Regions from separate parts of the Sus scrofa genome. Here region 2 is linked to region 1. The links are chromatin contacts, called in public HiChIP or PLAC-seq maps. All regions are on one chromosome and are shown on one strand. Each heading gives the region's core, a stretch centred on a gene start, on an enhancer-like site or on the middle of the called end of the contact. The rest is flanking DNA. Distances are from core to core; before and after follow the strand shown. Region 1 overlaps LOC100736982 (myosin-13). Region 2 holds the start of LOC110255887 (myosin-8).

What was found. HiChIP or PLAC-seq counts read pairs in DNA pulled down with a chosen protein or histone mark.
Region 2: a contact with region 1 is called in an H3K27ac HiChIP or PLAC-seq map of skeletal muscle. The contact joins the promoter of LOC110255887 here to the enhancer-like site in region 1. A contact is called at or near these places in 10 of 47 Hi-C or Micro-C datasets (epiblast stem cells, fetal liver, liver and 7 more) and 1 of 2 datasets of contacts at active chromatin or transcription factors (skeletal muscle).

The regions. Positions count from the first base shown.
Region 1 is chr12:55,080,285-55,085,447 of Sscrofa11.1, reverse strand. It overlaps LOC100736982 (myosin-13), which reads left to right. Exons shown (of 35, transcript XM_021066284.1): 14 at 764-1,073; 15 at 5,122-5,163. Among named protein-coding and RNA genes, the nearest start is that of GAS7, 110 kb to the right of the region's middle. Within about 2 kb of position 2,782, at least 3 of the 83 cell types and tissues checked have an H3K27ac peak or open chromatin away from gene starts, as enhancers often do. A contact at or near this core is called in skeletal muscle, where this site is marked.
Region 2 is chr12:55,164,780-55,169,942 of Sscrofa11.1, reverse strand. It overlaps LOC110255887 (myosin-8), which reads left to right and starts at 2,960. Exons shown (of 39, transcript XM_021066269.1): 1 at 2,960-3,003; 2 at 4,763-5,000. The coding sequence starts at 4,791.

The DNA.
Region 1 (5,163 bases), core at 1,533-4,032:
AATTTGCTAGAGGGGCTCACAGAACTCAGGAAAACACTCGCTTACATTTACCAGTTGGTTAAAGGATGTGATGAAGGACCCAGGTGAACAGGCAGCTGAAGAGATACGGGGGGTGGGGGGGGTGAGGGCTGGGAGGGTCCCAAGCGCCGGAGCTTCTGCCCCTGTACGGCTGGGGTGTGTCGCTCTCCCAGGGTGGGAGTGTTCTCCACATGGAAGCTCTCAGAACCTCCGGCAAATGGGATTTCACGGAGGCTTCCTCACCTAGGCGTGATCAAGGATCGACTCCGTCTCCAGCGCCTCTCCCCTCCCTGGAGGATGGGGGACAGGGGGCTGAAAACCCCAAGCTTTTCATCATGCCTTGGTCTTCCTGGTGCCCAGCCCCCCTCCAGGAGCCCACCCAGAGTCATCTCCATAGGAGAAAAGACAATCCTAGCACTCTTATCACAAAGGAAATTACTAGGGCTTTAGAAGCTCTGAACCAGGTACAGAGACTTATATATGTACTTTTTTTCTATTATCTCACAGTGAGCTACATGTATATGACACAGTGTCATTCCATGTTCTTTTGTTCAACAAACATTAAATAAGCATCTACTCTATGACTAGTATATTCTGTCGTCACGCCAAACACACGGCACTTACATCCCACTGTTCCTAGAAACACAGTGACAGCCCCAAAGGCCTTGTCCTTGGCTCCTACAGGGGATGGAGTCCCCGGGATGCACTAGGAAAGGCTCACGACAGTCTGTTGTCCCCCTTCCAGCCCATGGGCATCTTCTCCATCCTGGAGGAGGAGTGCATGTTCCCCAAGGCCACAGACACCTCCTTCAAGAACAAGCTCTATGACCAGCACCTGGGCAAGTCCAACAACTTCCAGAAGCCCAAGCCTGCCAAAGGCAAGGCCGAGGCCCACTTCTCCCTGGTGCACTACGCGGGCACCGTGGACTACAACATCGCCGGCTGGCTGGACAAGAACAAGGACCCCCTGAACGAGACCGTGGTCGGCCTGTACCAGAAGTCTTCGCTGAAGCTGCTGTCCTTCCTTTTTTCCAACTATGCTGGTGCAGAAGCAGGTGAAATTCTTCCCTCCCGCCCCCACCCCACCCCGCAGGAATCCCTGTGTAATTACTCGTCACTCGTGAAGAACCAGTCGTGGCACATGAGCTTCAGGTTGAGCTTGATGGATGTGTCTGTCTCTGCTCTCCGCTGTTCTTTCTCTCCCTTCTATTCTTTCTCTTCCTAAGAGATGGACTTCTAATCATATGATCCAGCTATTTCACTCCTGGGTATATATTTATATATCTAAAAAAAAAAAACCCAAAAGCACTAATTCGAAAAGATACATGCACCCCAGTATTGCTTGAGAGCAGCATTATTTACAGTTGCCAAGGAGCAGAACGACTGAAGTGTCTATCACCAGACAAATGGATAAAGAGGATGTGGTACATACACTCAACGGAATACCACTCGGCCATAGAAAAGAGTGAATTTTTTTTCTTCTTTTGTCTTTTCAGGGCCACACCCATGGCACATGGAGGTTCCCAGGCTAGGGGTCAAATTGGAGCTGTAGTTGCCAGCCTACACCACAGCCGCAGCCACAGCAACGTGGGATCCGAGCCACACCACAGCCTACACCACAGCTCATGGCAATGCCGGATTCTTAACCCCCTTAGGGAGGCCGGGGATCGAACCCACGTCCTCGTGGTGTTGTTCCACCACGGAGGGACAACAGGAACTCTGAAAAGAGTATAGCCACTTGGATGGACGTAGAGGGCATTATGCTAAGTGAATAACCCAGACGGAGAAAGACAAATGCTGTAGGATAGCATTCACAGGAGGAATCTAAAAATACAACAAACTAGTGAATAAAACAAAAGAGAAGCCAACTCACAGACAGAACAAACTCGTGGTTTTACCACTTTAGAGGGGGAGGGGAGGAGCAGTACAGGAGTAGAGGAAGGGTTATTATGGGATTATATGAAATCATGTGAGTAAAGTGTATTAAAATTATAAAGCATTATAAAATTTAAATGAATTTGCATTCAATAAAAAATAATTTTTTTTAAGTAACAAAAAATTCTTTGAGAGATCGAGTTCTACAGAGATCAACAGCACTTTCAGTGGATGGACGAGCCAATACCACACTCTTTAATAGTTATTTTTACTGAGATATTTTCATATAGCATAAGATTCACCCTTTAAAAATTCAGGGTTTGGGGGGAGTTCCTGTTGTGGCTCAGTGGTTAACGAACCTGACTAGCATCCATGAGGATGCAGGTTTGTTCCTTGGCCTCACTCAGTGGGTTAAGGATCTGGTGTTGCCGTGAGCTGTGGTGTAGGTCACAGACGGGGCTTGGATCCCAAGTTGCTGTGGCTCTGGCGTAGGCCGGTGGCTACAGCTCCGATTCCACCCCTAGCCTGGGAACCTCCATGGGCCGCAGGTGCGGCCCTAAAAAGACAAAAAGGAAAAAAAAAAGGAAAAAAAATTCAGGGTTTTTTTTAGTATATTTGTGGATTGTGCAACTATGTAATTTGAGAATGCTTTCCTCACTCCTGTCACCCTCTGGCAGTCACTTTCCACTGCCAGCTCCTGGCAACTGCATTTCTGTCCCTGGGTTTTGCCTATTCTGGGCATTTCATGTAAGTGGAATCGTATATTACATGGTCTTTTGCGTCTGGCCCCTTTTGCTTAGCTGACTGTCTGTAAGGTTGGTCCGTGTTCTAGCAACTGTCAGCAATGCACTTCTTTCGACCGATGAGTCATATTCCTCGGCACGGATATTACCCGCTTTGTCTGTCCACACAGCTGAGAAGCCTCCCATTGTCTCCGTCTGGGGGACTGTGACTAATGCTGCTCTGAACATGTTATACATGGGTTTCTTTGTGGATTGCGGCCAGTTCTTCAGCGTATCTACCAAGGAGTGGAACTACGGGGTCATATGGTGACTCTAACTTTTTGAGGAACTTCCAGATCGTGTTTCAAAACGGCTGCACAAACCCGTATACTTGTTTAGATTATCTTTACGTATATTTAAGTATTTGCCAAAATTGGGTTTAGAAATCATGGGCTAACTTAAATGCACCTATTTAGCAAATCCGTGCTTTTAATTTATACAATAGAATCACTCATTAGAGTAATTAGATAATTTTAAAAAATCAATGTCTAATGTTTGGGGCAGTAGAATATAAAAATGCGCATAACTTTAAACCTGAATGATGAGCACCACCTTCTTGGAGTTTCATTAGGGTGTCTGTAACTGCCTTGCATAACCTCACTCGGCGACTGATGCCAAGATCCAAGCATAAGCCCTGGGGTAGGCGTGAACCTGGGGAAGTGGCTTTCATGCCTCTCCCCACTCCTCCAAACACGAGTTCACGCTCCACCCTGGGGGCCATGAGGGGGGAGTGAGAGGAGGATGGGGAGGGGGTGAGACCCTGCATTTCCCCCAGGACTGAATCTTGATGACATGTCCAGGCTAAATCAAGCTATTCTGAAAAAGTAGACCCAGTATATCATGATGTCAAATGAAGCTGGGCTATTCCTTTTAGACAAGGGGAAAAATGGATTTGTAGGATATCCTGAGACATTCCAGTTAAAAGGTTTTCAGTCACTTTCCCATTAAGAGATAAACAGGGACTCAAGAATTTTATTTTGTTTATTTTGTCTTTGGGGGGCCGAACCCATGGCACATGGAAGTTCTCAGGCTAGAGGTTGAAATGGGAGCTACAACTGCCAGCCTACGCCAGAGCCACAGCAACTCGGGATCCGAGCCGCGTCTGCAACCTACACCACAGCTCACGGCAACGCCGGATCCTTAACCCACTGAGCAAGGCCAGGGATCGAACCCGAGTCCTCATGGGTACTAGCTGGGTTCATTAACCACTGAGCTACAACGGGAACTCCCGGGTCTCCAGAATTTTAAAAAGGTAAACTCATGAAAGAAACCACACTCAAACTGAGAGGACCATTTCAATCTCGCCAACTGTTCAGTGGGATTTCAAGTCTGATTTATAAAGGAAAAGATTCTCCTTGGATACAGAGTCTAAATTATGCTCCCAGTCAAATGCCACCCATATTCCAACCCACCCGTTCCCACAGTGATAAAACTCAGTGTTCCCAAATCTGAGTAGTTTGGAGGCATTTTAAGAAACAGAAAAACAGAAGTGGGCAAGCAAACAAACCAAAAAACCCTTGGCTCTCCTATGTCAAAAGAAAACCAAACTCTCATTTCAGGGCTTGAAGGAAGTAGTTTAGAAAGACCAATGCTGACAGAAGGGGGCACTATTAGTGGGGATGTAAATGTGCACAGCCACTGTGGAGCACAGTATGGGGATTCCTTTAAAAATTAAAAAAAGAGCTCCCATACGACCCAGCAATTCCGCTTCTAAGCATGTACCCAAAGGAAATGCAATTATCCCAAAGTGGGTGTATCCCCACGTTCACTGCAGCATTGTTTACAGTAGCCAAGACACAGAAACAACCCAAAAGGCCATTGATGGATAAATGGATAAACCGATTTAAAAAAAAAAAAGGTGACATATGTATTATACACATGCACACACATATTATTCAACTATAAAAAGGAATGAAATCTTGCCATTGGCAACAACAGAACTGGTCCGTGAGGGCTTTATGCTATGTGAAAGAAGACATAGACAAATCCTGAATAATCTCACTTATATGTGGAATCTTAAAAAAACAGACTCACAGCCATAGAGATCAGATTTGTGGTTGCCAGAGGTGTCAGGTGGGGGTGGTGAGAGGTCGGGGAACTGAATGCAGGCGGTTAAAAGATGCAGACTTCCCGTTATGCCATAGATTCCGGGGCTGCGGGGTGCAGCTCGGTTGCTATAGCTAATAATGCTGTATTGTATGTGTGAAAGTTGCTAGGAGAGTAGATTTTAAAAGAAAAAATATTGTAACAATGTGAGGCGACAGATGTTAACCAGACTTAACGCAGTGATCATTTTGCAATATATACATGTATCAAACCATTTTTGTTACATATCTTAAACTTACACAAGGTCACTTAGGAAAACTGGGGGAGGTGTGGGTGGGGAGGAAAAGCCACCTGTGTGTCCTCAGGACTCACAGTTCCCACCCTCTGTGTCTGTCTCCAGGCGACTCCGGGGGAAGCAAGAAGGGCGGGAAGAAGAAGGGAT
Region 2 (5,163 bases), core at 1,711-4,210, 84 kb before region 1:
ACTTGAACTACATAAAAATTTTAAACTTTTATAGGCCTGAAATGCCACAGTAAAGTTAAGATTATTATTGGACCAGGAGACACCTTTTACAACTTGTACAAAAAAGAAATGATTACAATCTAGAAACAGAGAATTCTACACAATAACAGTCAAATGAGTAATACCAAAATAGTCTGGGGGTGGAGGTAATGGGTAGGGGTATATATGAAACAAGACTGGCCATGATCTGATAACTACTAATTTTAGATGATGAGTGACAATGAGGTCGCTGTGCCAATTTCTTTACTTTTGTATATGTCTGAAATTTTCCCACATTTTATTTATGGACTAATATGGAAAATGAACTAAGAGAATAGAGCAAAAAAAGCAAGTTGGTAAATATATAAACTAAGATGCTATCAATGATACATTTGTTTTTTTATAATGATTTTAATTTTTTTCCATTATAGCTGATTTACAGTATTCTGTCAATTTTCTGCTACATAGCAAGATGACCCAGCCATACATGTATACATTCTTTTTCTCACATTATCATGCTCCATCACAAGTGGCCAGACATATCTATCAATTATACATTTTAAACATCTAATTATATATTTCCCATGGGCCAATTTTCTCAGGCCAATATCACTATACTATACTTTCCTAAGTACAAATTAGTAAATTTATATTAACTTACTAGTATAAATTAGTAATACATATTAGTAAATAACTTATATTAGTTACATTAACTAATATGTATATAAATATAATGTTTATACTTAGGAAAATATAAATTAATTAGTGCACAGAAAAGGCCTGGAGTATATCAAACCAAACTAGTACCAATGGTTACTCCAAAGAGCAGGGAACTACTTTCACCATGAGTGTTCATCAAAGGAGAATTTTAGTCTAATCTGCAAGGCTTTAATTTTTCATTTAATTAGAATGTAAGAGGTTCACAACAGCACATATTTATCAAAATTCATGGAAATAAAGTTCTGCATGGTTACAAGAATCAGTACACATGCAAAAGCACATAGAACTGTAAAACAAAAGAAGTGAATTCTATTGTGAAGTTTAAATTTTTTTTAAATAGCAGCAAAGAAAACTCTCATATTACTGTCACCTAGTAGAGTGAACTTTGCTGTATGTAAATTATACCTCAATATTCCTAACCATTAAAAAAGGAAAGATTTGGGGAGTTCCCACTGTGGCGCAGTGGAAATGAATCCGACTAGTACCCATGAGTTTGTGGGTTCGATCCCTGGCCTCACTCAGTGTGTCCCAGGATCCGGCGTTGCCATGAGCTATTGTGTAGGTCGCAGACGAGCCTCAAATCTGGTGTTGCTGTGGCTATGGCATAGGCCAGCTGCAGCTCCAATTCAACCCCTAGCCTGGGAACTTCCATATGCCGCACGTACAACCCTAAAAAGCAAAAAATAAAAAAAAATTATTTGGAAGTTCCTATTGTGGCTCAGCGAGTTAGGAACCCAACCAGTATCCATGAGGATGCCGGTTCAATCTCTGGCCTTGCTCTGGGGGTTAAGGAGCCAGCGTTGCTGTAGCTATGGCGTGGACCGGCAGCTGCAGCTCCGATTCGACCCCTAACCTGGAAACTTCCATATGCCGCGGGTGCGGCCCTAAAAAGTTAAAAAAAAAAAAAAAAAAAAAAAAGATTTTAATTTAAAAAGAATGATCATAATATAATGTTTAATAAGGGTGTAAATTACACTTTTGTTAGGAAAGTTACCTATGATCTAATTTTTAGGTAGGTTATAAAATATGTACGTAATACCTATGTGTATATAGTATGACCCCACTTATATGCCTATATCTTATTTTATCTCTGCATATTGGGATGACAGATAGTTTTTCTCTTTGCTTATCTTTTTTCCTACATGAATACGTATTATTTTCTAATATGAAATCCTTTTTTTTTTCAACACTGGAGGGATGTGCACTGGCTCAAGGATAGCGACTCAGTGTAGAAACTCCTTTCCCTTTGGCTCTGCTCCCTAAGCCCAGACTCCAAGGGTGAGCCTTGGCAGTGACCCGAGGGAACGAAGCAGGTGGGACTGCCTGTGGGAACAAAGAAGGAAATGTGGCTAGGGCCCTGAAAGCAACGTGTCGCAGAGTACACGATCATTGGGTTACCACAGGCATGTGTGAAAGTGTTTGCCAAAACGAATATAGCTCTTAGGAACCTGTCTTGAGGCCCCACCAGGCGCCGTGAAAGCTTCCCCTCCCAGCACACTAGAAAGCATTCTCTGCCTGCAGATCAGTCCCTGTCAAATTATTTATAGGAGATTGGTCCACATACTCAAAATGATATGAATCCTTCTAATTATATCCAAACATGCCAAATGTCAGTACACATTATTCTGAGGGTTCGGGCTGCCAAATGTCTTGCCCCAACAAAGAGGAAACAGCCGCGGCATCAGCACATTAGTTCCTATATAAGCAGGACGAGCCCTCCTGCTTTATCTCAACCAAGAGCCCAGAGGTAAGTGACGGGGACCATGGAGCTGGAAGGACACCAAGGGGGGAGAGACAGCTTACCCCATGGCCCATCCCAGAGAGTGAAACTGTTCCTCTCAACTTTGACTTTTATTTCCACAGAGCCAAGCTTTAGAGAAGGAAAAAAAAAATTTTTTTTTTTTTATATGGCTGCAACTGTGAGATATGGAGGTTCTCAGGCTAGGGGTCGAATGGGAGCTGCCTCTGCAGGTCTATGGCACAGCCACGGCAACGACGGATCCAAGCGGGCATCAGCGACCTATGCCGCACCTTGCAGCAACTCCAGATCCTTAACCCACTGAGCGAGACCAGGGATCGAACTCACATCCTCACAGAGACAATGTCAGGTTCTCAACTTGATGAACCACAATGGGAATTCCACAGACAAGGGAAATCTTAATCCTGTAACTATCATACTGGAATTTCAGCGCTTAACTAATAAGAAACTTGTTGGTTTACAGTGTTAGGCACTTCCGAACCTGCATTTTCATCTGGCATCCAGAGGTGAGACTCGGCTTTATTCATTTATTGATGACAGGGGATTTAGTCTAATGAAGCTGAGAATGGCTCTTCTTTGTACACCATTTCCATGGTTTTGTTTTTACTTATGTAAGGAGACTGTGCTTCCAAATGACTGCTTATAAATGCTGGGAAATCAGTTTTTAAAAATGTCTTATTCTCAGAGACCACCATCATCTGAGTTCCAAGATAAAGGACCATTTACAAAAGAATGAACTTTGACAGTGAGTTTTCAGCTGCACTTAGAACTGTCCAGGGGCAATAGGCTATTCCAGGCCAACCTCCCTCTACTGACAAGCGTTGAATATTTATATGTTTTACCAATATTTCTTAAACAACTGGAAAAATTCTTAATCTAAAAGTGTATTAAATTAAGGGAGTTCCCATTGTGGCTTAGCAGTAACGAGCCCAACTAGTATCCACGAAGATGCAGGTTCGATCCCTGGCCTCGCTCAATGGGCTAAGGATCTGGCGTTGCTGTGAGCCTTGGTGTAGGTCACAGATGAGGCTCAGATCTGGTGTTGCTGTGGCTGTGGTGTAGGCCAGCAACTCCAGCTCTGATTATATCCCTAGCCTGGGAACTTCCATATGCCACAGGTGCAGCCCTAAAAAAGATGTAAATAAAAACAAACACCTTGTTAAAACCAGAGCATTTTATCTACTTTTTTATGATTCATTATTGTTTTTAGAAAGATTAGTTATGTTCATTTAAAATCACAAGTATTACATCCGCTAAATATCATACCTAATATAGAAGAGATCCTGTCCCTTGCCCAAGTAACTCATTGCCTGAGAGCAAAGGACAGACCCAACCAATCTAACATGCCAACAGAGAAAAACATACCTATTCACACAGGACAATGGCTCACATGCATGTAATAAACCCTTACATTTCTGTCTCTTTTCTTTTTCTGGATGGAAACAAAAGAAGCCTGTGGAATTTATGTGGGAGGAAGAACCTTCACCCTGTAGCTCTCATTTCTCTGCAGTTAGCTCTGTTAAATGACAGCTGAAATCTCTTGTGCCAAAAGGGGAACGTTAAAAGAGATTTTGGAATTAAGGCAATGCTAAGTCTTGGTAACAAGCCAAAAAAACCCCCCAGAGTAATAATTTATTATGAGGGTCTTTCAACTATTCACCAAGAGATATAACACCAAATGTTAATATAAGGTAGTTGTTAAAAATAATTATTTGGCTTATGAGAGAAAAAATGGCCATCTAAAAGGCAAAGGCATTTTTGATAGCTTTGAAAAGCTCAACCTTCATCTACACAAGACAAACTTTCCCTCCTGACTGTATGACTGTCTTAGCAAATGGCAGGTGCAAACATTATGCAGAAGGAAAAGTGGGGATTAAAGAATGACAGTTGCTATAAAACAATCCATCAACAACAGTCTTAGCTATAGATGTTGTTACAGTCTGGAGATTAAAACACACAGAGATTCCATTCTCACTCAGTTGTAGGTGCCCCACCCTGATGAAGAAGATATGCCAGCTGGGAAGGAAATTTTCAAAGTCTTAAAAATGGAGCCTCAAATTGCAATCTCATTCCAAACCAACCCTGTGCTAGTGTTACTGTATTAGAACGCTGGTCAACAACAGCTTGGAAGAACAGTTACAGCTCAGGCAGACGACATCAGTGCTTTCATTTCAAATTCGCCTTAACAGTGCTTTCATTTCAAATTCTAGCTCACATGAATAACTTCTGGTTTCTATTTCTTCTTTCCTCCCTTTTTCCCCCAAGGCAGAATTCTCTCTGATAAATCGCAGCCATGAGTGCAAGCTCAGATGCTGAGATGGCTATTTTTGGCGAAGCTGCTCCTTACCTTCGAAAATCGGAAAAGGAGCGGATTGAAGCCCAAAACAAGCCCTTTGATGCTAAAACATCAGTTTTTGTCACGGAGCCCAAGGAATCCTATGTGAAGAGCATCATACAAAGCAAGGAAGGGGGGAAAGTAACTGTAAAGACAGAACGTGGAGCAGTAAGTAAAAACAAAAGGAAAGAATATTTGTTTAATTTCTCTATCTCCTCACTTCAAGTTGAAGCCTTCCTTGCTCAGAATCTCTAAGCCTATTGTCAATACAAACATCCTTTTGGTCCATTAATAGACATCACATTTGGAAGGTGAAAGAAATTTTTAGCAG